2 separate regions of the Mus musculus genome follow, and region 2 is linked to region 1. Evidence: chromatin contacts called from public promoter capture Hi-C data. All regions are on one chromosome and are shown on one strand. Each heading gives the region's core, a stretch centred on a gene start, on an enhancer-like site or on the middle of the called end of the contact. The rest is flanking DNA. Distances are from core to core; before and after follow the strand shown. Region 1 holds the start of Ccn5 (cellular communication network factor 5). Region 2 overlaps Gdap1l1 (ganglioside-induced differentiation-associated protein 1-like 1).

Region 1 (4,466 bases), core at 1,170-3,669:
CTGTGGTCTGAGGCCTGGAGCCAGACAGCAAGGCCAGTAAAGATGCCATTCTAGCAGGAGAGAGACAAGGTTAGACAAATCAACAGGCAGGGATGGAGTATGGAATAGCAATGAGTGGGACTGAGCATGGCTTCCAGGTATGCAGACACCACCACCACCACCAACAACAAAATGGTGTTTTTACATCAACAGTAACTAACCAGGAATACTCAAACTCATGTCAGCTCAAATAGGAGGGTCTATGGGACTATATACATATATACATATTAAAGACACTGGTTACATATTAATACATATGTATATATATGGACATATTATTGCCCCCTTAATTATGTACATTAAATCTATAAGGAGTATCCAGGACACATATGTAGCTCTAGGCACCATAAGGGATACATCCTCTCCTTTTTGTCTATGAGTCAGGGTCTTTCTATATAACTCAAGCTAAACTTAAACTCATTATCCTCCTGCCTCAGCCTTAAAGATACAGGGATGACATGCATGCTTGCCCTTGCCTGGCTCCAATCTCCTTCTTTTATGCCTCCCTCTGTATATGAGACCTGTCTTCAAGGTACCTCCATGGTACAAGGCAGCCACGAACATCACTATCCCACCTTTGACCAGAAGCAGAGGAAGAAAGGAGTGTCAGAGTGACAAAAAGAAAGGCCTTCCCTTTAGGGACCAGTCTCAGAATTTGCACCCAATGCTTTTGCGTAACTCACAACAGGAAGCTAGCCACATAGCCTTGCCTGGCTGCCAAGCTGAGCACATCACTGTCTTACACAAACTCAGGTCTTGGAGATAGTGGCAGGAGATAGACAATTATCAGTGTGGACGTTGTGTAGGTCTGTCTGAGAGAGTTTCCGTGCGGCCATGGAGCGGGTGAGCACCCAAGACAGGGTGTCAAGTCTGGCTCAGAGTTGACTGCGTACCAACAGCCGTCCATTCACCACTTCAGCGTGCCAGCCCCAAAACTCAGCGGCGTCTCACTCCACACCTGCCTGATTCAGGTCCTGTGTGCCGTACCTCTGCCCACGCTACCTAACCAAATGACTGCGGTCTGCCTTTCCAGTCTCGCTGGTGTCATGCCTGCGTGTGGCATAGTCTAGTCTCGATAAACATAGAAAGGATCAAGCAGGGAACTACAGACAGCAAGGACCCAAGGTGGCCATGCCATTTCTCCCTCAGGCCCTCAGGTCATATAGACTTATTTGCTAGATATTTGTCTTCTACCCACAGTGGTAGGCAGAGTCTGTATGTGACTCGGAGGGAGCATATAGCCTCCAGGTTTGTTTTCTTTTGAGATAGGGGCTTGCTTTGTAGCCCAGGCTAGCCCCCTGTGATCTGGGCTCATGGGTGTGTTGCACTGTAACTGGTGGAGGTGTTGGGAGCCACAGCCTTCTCTAAGCACCTAAGACCCTGTTTCTGACTTTATCCCAGAATCAACCGCCCCCCCCCCAAGATGTCCCGCCTTCTATTTCCTGCCTCAGCTCATTGGCCAATCAGCCTTTTATTGACAGATGATGCTTCTACATATAACACAGCAGATGTCTCTACACCCTGATTTTTTTTAAAAAGATTTATTTATTTAAGTATTTTATGTATATGGGTACACTGTTGCAGTCTTCAGACACACCAGAAGAGGGCATCGGATTCCATTACAGATGGTTGTGAGCCACCATGTGGTTGCTAGGAATTGAACTCGGGATCTCTGGAAGAGCAGTCAGTGCTCTTAACCACTGAGCCATCTCTCCAGCCCTACACCCTGATCTTTAAATCCCATGTCCTTCTACCCAACACTCGTTGATAGGACCTTAGGGACATCCCCTGTACCCAATGGATACAGTTGGTGATGTGAATCCTGTGTTTTATTCTCTGCGTATTCCTGCCCAGTCCAGTGCCCAGGAAGCCACATGCCCACTAGATACCTTCTGTACTGAGTATGCCAGGCTACTATGTTAGGTCCCTCCTCCAGACATTTGATCATGCTGTTCCCTCTGGAACATTCTACCGCAGAGCCTTGTTAGCTTTCAGAATTGGCATCTCCCTCAGAAGTTGTATCTCACTCTTTGTCTGAACAAGGGAGGGGGTCCTTACACTTTTCATTACTACCCCATGCCCCAGGCTCTGGTCCCCAGGTCTGTGCTGTGTCTCCAGGTCTGCAGAACCCCTCAGAGCTGGTAGAATCCAACAAAGACAATTTTGCTCAGTCAGATCAGCAGAGACCAGCAAGTGCCAGCACACAGTAGGCTCAGTCTGCTTAGGCTTGGCCACCCTAGGCCACCTTCAGAGCCCAGGAGGATAGGGAGGCTCTTGGTTGCCAAGAGCAGACAGGCTGCCAGGGAAGCTCTGCTCTGGGTCACACCCACCTCTGGGTGGCTGCCAGTCTCCCTGCCAGAAACCACAGGCTGGGTCTGGGCTGCCCAGAGCTTGAGCTTCAGGGCTCAGGACACCGTGGGTCAGATCTGCAGAGCATTTGACAGACGCTCCTGATCTCCAGAGGACCCCGGGCTGGGACAGGGGCCTTGGCGAGGCTGCAGCTGCTGTGGCAGTAGCTTGGGATGGAGGTCTTTCTTGCTGGGAACTGAGGAGCTGAGAGGCTCCTGTCAGGCTCCTGTCCTAAACTCTTGGCACTTGCGGTGGCTTGGGCTTCACACACTGTCAGACACCTTCTTGGTGGCCTCCTCGGCCTCAGGTAACTGGGCTTATTCCTGGGACTATGGAAACCGGTGTAAGGACTATAAATGTGTGTGTGTGTGTGTGTGTGTGTGTCTGTCTGTCTGTCTGTCTGTCGTTTTCTCTTTCTCTGTATGCACCTAGAAGGAACCTCATTCCCTCCAGAACATAAAAAAAGACTCGGGTCTTGCTTCCCAGGTTTGAAGCTGGCTCCACAAGGGACACGGTGACATGAGGGGCAACCCACTGATCCATCTTCTGGCCATTTCCTTCCTCTGCATTCTCTCAATGGTAAGGCATCCTGGTCTTGAATGACAGCAGAATTCTGGGTGGTGGGACAGATATATGGTCACAACTTAGAACTCTTGGAAAGACCCTATACTGGATACAGTCTGGTCTCTGTGCCCAGGCTTGCTTCCCTCTCTGGGCATGCAAGTTCGGCTGTGTGACCTCAGACAAGTGTCCTACCCTTTCTGAGCTTCAGCCTCAGTTGAATGGGTACAATGTTCATGAAGCTTCTGGGGAGACCACTAAGGAGAACTGCATCCACAGAAGATAGCATAGGTCCTGGACCTAGATGAGTGTCTAAAAGAGGACAGTGGGATCCTCCAGTGTCATAGAAACTAAAACAAATGTGAGTGCTGTGTAGCTCTGAACCAGGACAGAGGTTGATGCTGGGGTCTGATTGCAAAGTACAGTCCATGAGGGTACAACATGCTAGCCCTCAGGCAGTCAGTGACCTCTGGCCCTGGTCAGAGAGAGCAGGAGACATCTCTGTGGCAAATGTCCTTGTCCCTTGGTTCACATTGGGCATCTTTTAATTGGCTTGTGAGTAGTTCCGTTTGCACATTTATAACAGTCTTATAACAAATTGTCCTGTTTTGATCAAAGGAGACTCAGAGAGGGTAAGCAATGTGCCCAAAGCCACACAGCAAAGAAAAAGAACAATAGAAGAGTTGCATGGTGGAGCCTGGGGCAGACATAGGTGTGTCTGGAGGAAACCCTAGTCTGTGTCTCTCTACCCTAACCTGAGCAATACCTCACACTAAATGTTAAGTTCCCAGTATCACCGAGTTAAGGCCTTGAGCCAATGCAGTGTTGAGTATAAACATCTCCCTCCCTGGGACCAACTGGCTTCCAGTCTTGAAAGGTGTTGAGCAGAACATGGTGCTGGAGAGGGTAGCTTGGGTGGTCTCCTGGGCCCCGGGAGGGGAGGGTTCTGAAGGGCTGAGGAAGAGCTGCCCTAGATTGGCCACTGGTGTGACATTTATGAAGCCATTCTTTCCTGGTCCTGGGAAGTTGATTGGCATCTGGGATGTAGTCATGGAGAGGACCTGAGGCCACAGCCTTCCCGGGGGATGGAATTCTGGATCTTCCAGGCAGGCTGTGGGCTCCAGGCTCTGGACTGGGGCAGGAGGAAGGAACCTGGAAACAGCGAAGCGATGTTGATCAGGGTCTGACAGCGACCAGAGACTTAGTTACTTAGTCTGGGGAGACCAAAGCAAGTGAGACAGCTTGAATATGGGGACAGAATGGCTAGCAAAGGTGGAGGAGAGGAGGATGCCAGAGGGGCTGCTGCTTCCATAGGCTAAGCAAGAGCACCTGCCCTGCCTACTTACTGTCCTTGAACTGAGGACAGAGGCTGAGGCTGAGGTTCAGGTGCTAACGGAGTCCCTGGGGGAACAGCAGGCTCAAGAGTTAAGTGCGGGCTCTGCCTTCCCACCAAGCTGAATTCTCATCTTGTCCCACTGCTTTCCAGATATTTATCACTTGATTTTGACCTGCTTTGT
Region 2 (4,466 bases), core at 777-3,276, 370 kb before region 1:
TCAGCGTTTTTGAGACAGCCTTATGTAGCCCAGGCTGGTCTTGAACTCGCTATGTAGCCGAGGATGACCTTGAACTCCTGATCCTTCTGCCTCCAAGAGCTGGGATTACAGACATGCTTGTCACCCCATCTGACTACAAAGACTTATTTTTATCCCACCTCTTTTGCTTTTGCTTGCATTTTTAATTATGGATGTTTCAATGTCTGTATAACCTGTACACAAACCAATTAGTTAAAATTTTTTAAATCTAGTTTCAATATCAGAGTCAGGACAACACAGAGGTAGGTCCCAGGGTCACAAAATCCTGGGATTATGGCAACATCCAAGAACAAATGGGAACATTCATGAAAGGAGAAGAGGAATACATCCACTTGTGGGGCAGGACAGGTGCAGGACAGCTGCGGGACAGGTGCAGGACAGGTGCAGGACAGGTGAGGGACAGGTGTGGGGCAGGTGCAGGACAGGTGCAGGACAGGTGCAGGATGTGGAGAACTGAAGGACGTCTAGTGGAGGCAGAGTGGAACATGGGACAGTGGCAGCATCTCGTGTGGATTGAGGGGAAGGCTTGGAGGAGGGGGAGCCAGCTCTGTATTTCCCAAAGAGAATTTCCCTGAGAGAGGAAGTATGACCTTGGTTGCCATTTAAGTGAGTGGTGCTGTGGCCTGGCGAGGCTGTGAGCACCTGAGAACTTGCTCTGTAGATCAAATTGGCCTTGAACCCACAGAGATCCACCTGCCTCTGCTTCTGAGTGCTGGGATTAAAGGTGTGCGCCACCGCTGCCCTGTAAAATTAAATAAATTATAAGGCAGGAGTGGGGAGAACAGAGGACATGGTTAGTCCAGAAAAGGAGATGTGGGCTAGGGGGTTTGGAGTGGTCTGGTGCATGGGAATTTATTTGAGAGTCTGAGATGTACCCAGTAGGGACAGGGTTTGGGGCAGCTCAATGAGAGGTAGGGCAGCTGAGAGACAGATCCCATGGTCCCTGAAGACAAGCAGAGAGCTGTGCACAGAAGATCTTTGGAAGAGGGGGATGCGAGTGGGGTGAAGTAACACGTAGGAGACAGAAGCAGGAGGATCACCACAAGTTTGAGGCCAGCCTGGTCTATACAGCAAGTTCTAAGCCAGCCAGGGCTGAAACTCATACGAGATCATAGGTGGCCACTGAGTGATGATGGTCCCGATGGGGAGTGTCCTGTGGGGAGTGCTGGCGGAAGAGCCTTCAGGGCCTTATTTAAGGTGAGGGGCTCTGAGGACACCCCAGGCTGGGCTGGCTTCATCTGTCGGAGGAGACTCTGGAAAGGCGAAGAGCTCTGGGTTTCAGGTTCTACACATTTCCAGCATCATCTTCCCCTCCTCCTCCTCCTCCTTCTCCTCCTCCTCCTCTTCAAGGCTACAGTCTCCCCTTCAGCAAGGTTTACTGGCCCCTTGTGCCCCAGGCAGGTGACTTTCTCCCGGTCCTGTGGGAAGGAGAAGCCCTAGAGAGCAGGGAGACAGGACCTTTCCTATTCTTTCCCAGGACATTTAGCCAACGCCACCACAGACCTCATGAAACTGGACCACGAGGAGGAACCACAGCTCTCTGAGCCCTACCTTTCTAAACAAAAGAAGCTTATGGTGAGTGCCCTGCTTATGCCCCGCCCCCCAGACAGGGACAACCAGGTGCAAATGATTCTAAATGGAAGGTCAGAAGATGCTTTGACCTGGAAAAAGTACAGGTTGGCTCCTCCAATCATGTCTCCTCTACCATATCCTGGCTATTTGGCCATGGAAAATCACTGCTACACCAGCCTCTGGTTTCTTATGTTGCCCCTGGAAACACATTCTTGCATCAGACAGTATGGAGAGATTGTTCCAAGGATATGGGAGAGGTAGGGAAGAGGATGTGGCCGAGCCTCCTCTGACCCTGCAAAAAGCTCTGGAATATGAAAGGCACCGTAGAGCTGGCCAGGCTTCAATACCCTGTATCAGTCAGCCATTGGCTACAGACTGCATGTGGGGGTGGGGATCATCTTCCATGTGCTTCTGAGCAGAATTGGCAGAGAGCCATTCTCTGGGAGAAGAACATCAGTGCACTTAGCACAGTGGTACCGTTGCTCCAGTCCTATGCCAGGGAATGTGGGCAAGGTGGCCGAGCTCACTGGACTGGCTCAGTCCTGGACAAGGGTACATTCAGTGGTGAGCCGTGTCACATACAGGAGGGGGTATTTGAAGGCAGAGTTTTGTGTGTGTGTGTGTGTGTGTGTGTGTGTGTGTGTGTGTGTGTGTGCATGCATGTGTGTGTGTGTGTGCATGCATGTGTGTGTGTGTGTGTGTGTGTGTGTGTGCATGCATGTGTGTGTGTGTGTGTGTGTGTGAGGGTGTTAGGCAGAGCTCCTCCATCATCTCTGCATATCATGGCTCTCATGAGACCAGCTCACGCTGGAGCACCTCTCCTGCCTGTCCTGCCCGTAGGCCAAGATCCTGGAGCACGATGACGTGAGCTACCTGAAGAAGATCCTCGGGGAGCTGGCTATGGTGCTGGACCAGATTGAGGCGGAGCTGGAGAAGAGGAAACTGGAGAATGAGGGTAGGTGCCATACAGCGGTGAAGGGGTCAGCCCACCTGCTTGCCCTACCCACTCTGTCAATCCCCAGCCTCTTTCTCCCAGAGACAGATCCCAGAGCCTTGCCAGCTGGTTAGGATCAGGAGCTGCGGAGTCAGGCAGACTTAAGTTCTAGGACTGCAGTGGCCTTGACAAGTCCCGCCCTGTACTGGGACCTGGGTCTCCCATACACAGAGTGAAGAGAATGACAGAATCATTGAGACTTTCGGAGTACTCGGGATGGTAGCATGTGGCATGCGTTTACTCTGTGGGTGAAGAGGACAGTATGGTGACTGTTAGCATTCACAGTCTCACCTGACCCTGAAAGGGGACATCTTTGGGCTCTTACTGCTGCTGCAGGGTAGGTCTCAGACCCTGTCATTCCAGCTTCTCTCCCGCCCCACACCTTTGCAGCAACGCTAGCCTGGTGTCCCCTCTGTGACAGTCTGCCCCATCAGCTGATAGCCCACGGTCGTTCTGAGCTCACCTTGCAGTGAAGATTGACTGTAAGCTTCTGATTCCCCCCACTTCAATCTCTCAAAGGTTGGGATTACAAGACATGTTCTGCCATGCCCAGGTTTATCCAGGGCAAGGGTTCAAGCCCAGGGCCTAGTGCATGCTACCGATGGAGCTATGCCTCAGCTCCTTCAATTTGAGATTGATAGTCTATGAAGCCCCTTGAAAAGATGGCAAACACCTACGGAGGAGGTAGATTGAGCCAGTCACCTCTGTAGGAGAATACTGCTTCAGGCACAGGAGATTGCCAATGCAGGGCGCTGAGGTGAGATCGGACTTGGCATGAGGCTCCGCAAGGTGTGGTGGATAAGACTCAAGAGGGAAGCAGACTCTTGGGCCTGGAAAGAAGTGGGGGCAGCACACAGGTAAGACCACAGGGCTTTGCTCTGTCAGTGAAGCATCGGTTTGACAGGTCCCACTTAGACCTTAACAGGATCCCTCTGTGTGCTGCTGTGCTGATAGTAGATAAGGAGGCAGAAGCGGAGTCAAGGGAACCATTTAAGAAACACTGTGATCACTTGGGGAGGAGAGAGTGGTAGTTCAGGTTGGGATGGTGCAAGAGGAGACACTAGAGTGTGTGTGTGTGTGTATTCTGAAGAGAAAGCTAATCAGATGGACTGGCAGACTGACTATGCGCGAGACGGAAGAAATTGTTCCCGGTGGCACCTGGGCTCTGGCACTTAATAGAAGGGGGGAGAGACACTACTGCAGTGGGGTGTGGTGAGCTTGGGAGCCCCAATCCAGAATTCCCTGCTGGACATGTTTAATGTGGAATGCACAGTGACACTAGGTGGAGCTATCAACCAAACAACGTAAGTCTACAACTTTAGGTGATGCAGCCTATAATTCCATCATTCTGGAGGTTGAGGCAGGAGGATCACAAGTTTGTGGCCAGATTTGGCTTTAGAGTCTGTTTCCAAAATTGAGAGAGAGAAAGAGAGAGACAGAGACAGACAGAGACACAGAGACAGACAGAGGGGAGAGACGGGGGTTGGGGTGGGGAGCAGGGAACGTAGTTCAGTTGGCAGAGCGATTACCTAGCTTGTACCAAGTCCTAGGTTTGACTCCCCCAGCACTGCATAAACTTGGTGTGGTGGTAAAGGCCTACAATCCTAACTCTCAGGCGTGGACAGGAGGATGAGACAGTCAAGGTTATCTTCACTGTAGTGTATTGGAGGACAGCCTGAGCAACACAGGACCTTGTCTCAAAAAAAAAAAAAAAGAGCAAACCAAACCAAAGCCAGGAAAAGCATAGGGCAGATCTGTGCAATTTACAAATCAGTTGACTTGAAGGAAGAGCGGAGAAGGCTGGTGTGAGGATATGGCGGAACTGCTAAGAAGGTTTGGGAGGGAACGGCCTCAGGAGAGA

Evidence for each region. Promoter capture Hi-C pulls out the DNA fragments that hold promoters and counts their contacts.
Region 2: a promoter capture Hi-C map of hippocampal neurons shows a contact between it and region 1, with 2.0 times the contacts expected there. The contact joins the enhancer-like site here to the promoter of Ccn5 in region 1. A contact is called at or near these places in 3 of 39 promoter capture datasets (the HPC-7 cell line, cranial neural crest and hippocampal neurons), 1 of 15 datasets of contacts at CTCF or cohesin (large pre-B cells) and 1 of 9 other capture datasets (adipose tissue).

Annotation. Positions count from the first base shown.
Region 1 is chr2:163,818,415-163,822,880 of GRCm38.p6, forward strand. It overlaps Ccn5 (cellular communication network factor 5), which reads left to right and starts at 2,420. Exons shown (of 5, transcript NM_016873.2): 1 at 2,420-2,695; 2 at 2,875-2,967. The coding sequence starts at 2,908.
Region 2 is chr2:163,449,050-163,453,515 of GRCm38.p6, forward strand. Gdap1l1 (ganglioside-induced differentiation-associated protein 1-like 1) reads left to right here. Exons shown (of 6, transcript NM_144891.2): 4 at 1,517-1,614; 5 at 2,452-2,566. Among named protein-coding and RNA genes, the nearest start is that of Gm39979, 6.5 kb to the right of the region's middle. Within about 2 kb of position 2,027, at least 22 of the 459 cell types and tissues checked have an H3K27ac peak or open chromatin away from gene starts, as enhancers often do. A contact at or near this core is called in hippocampal neurons, where this site is marked.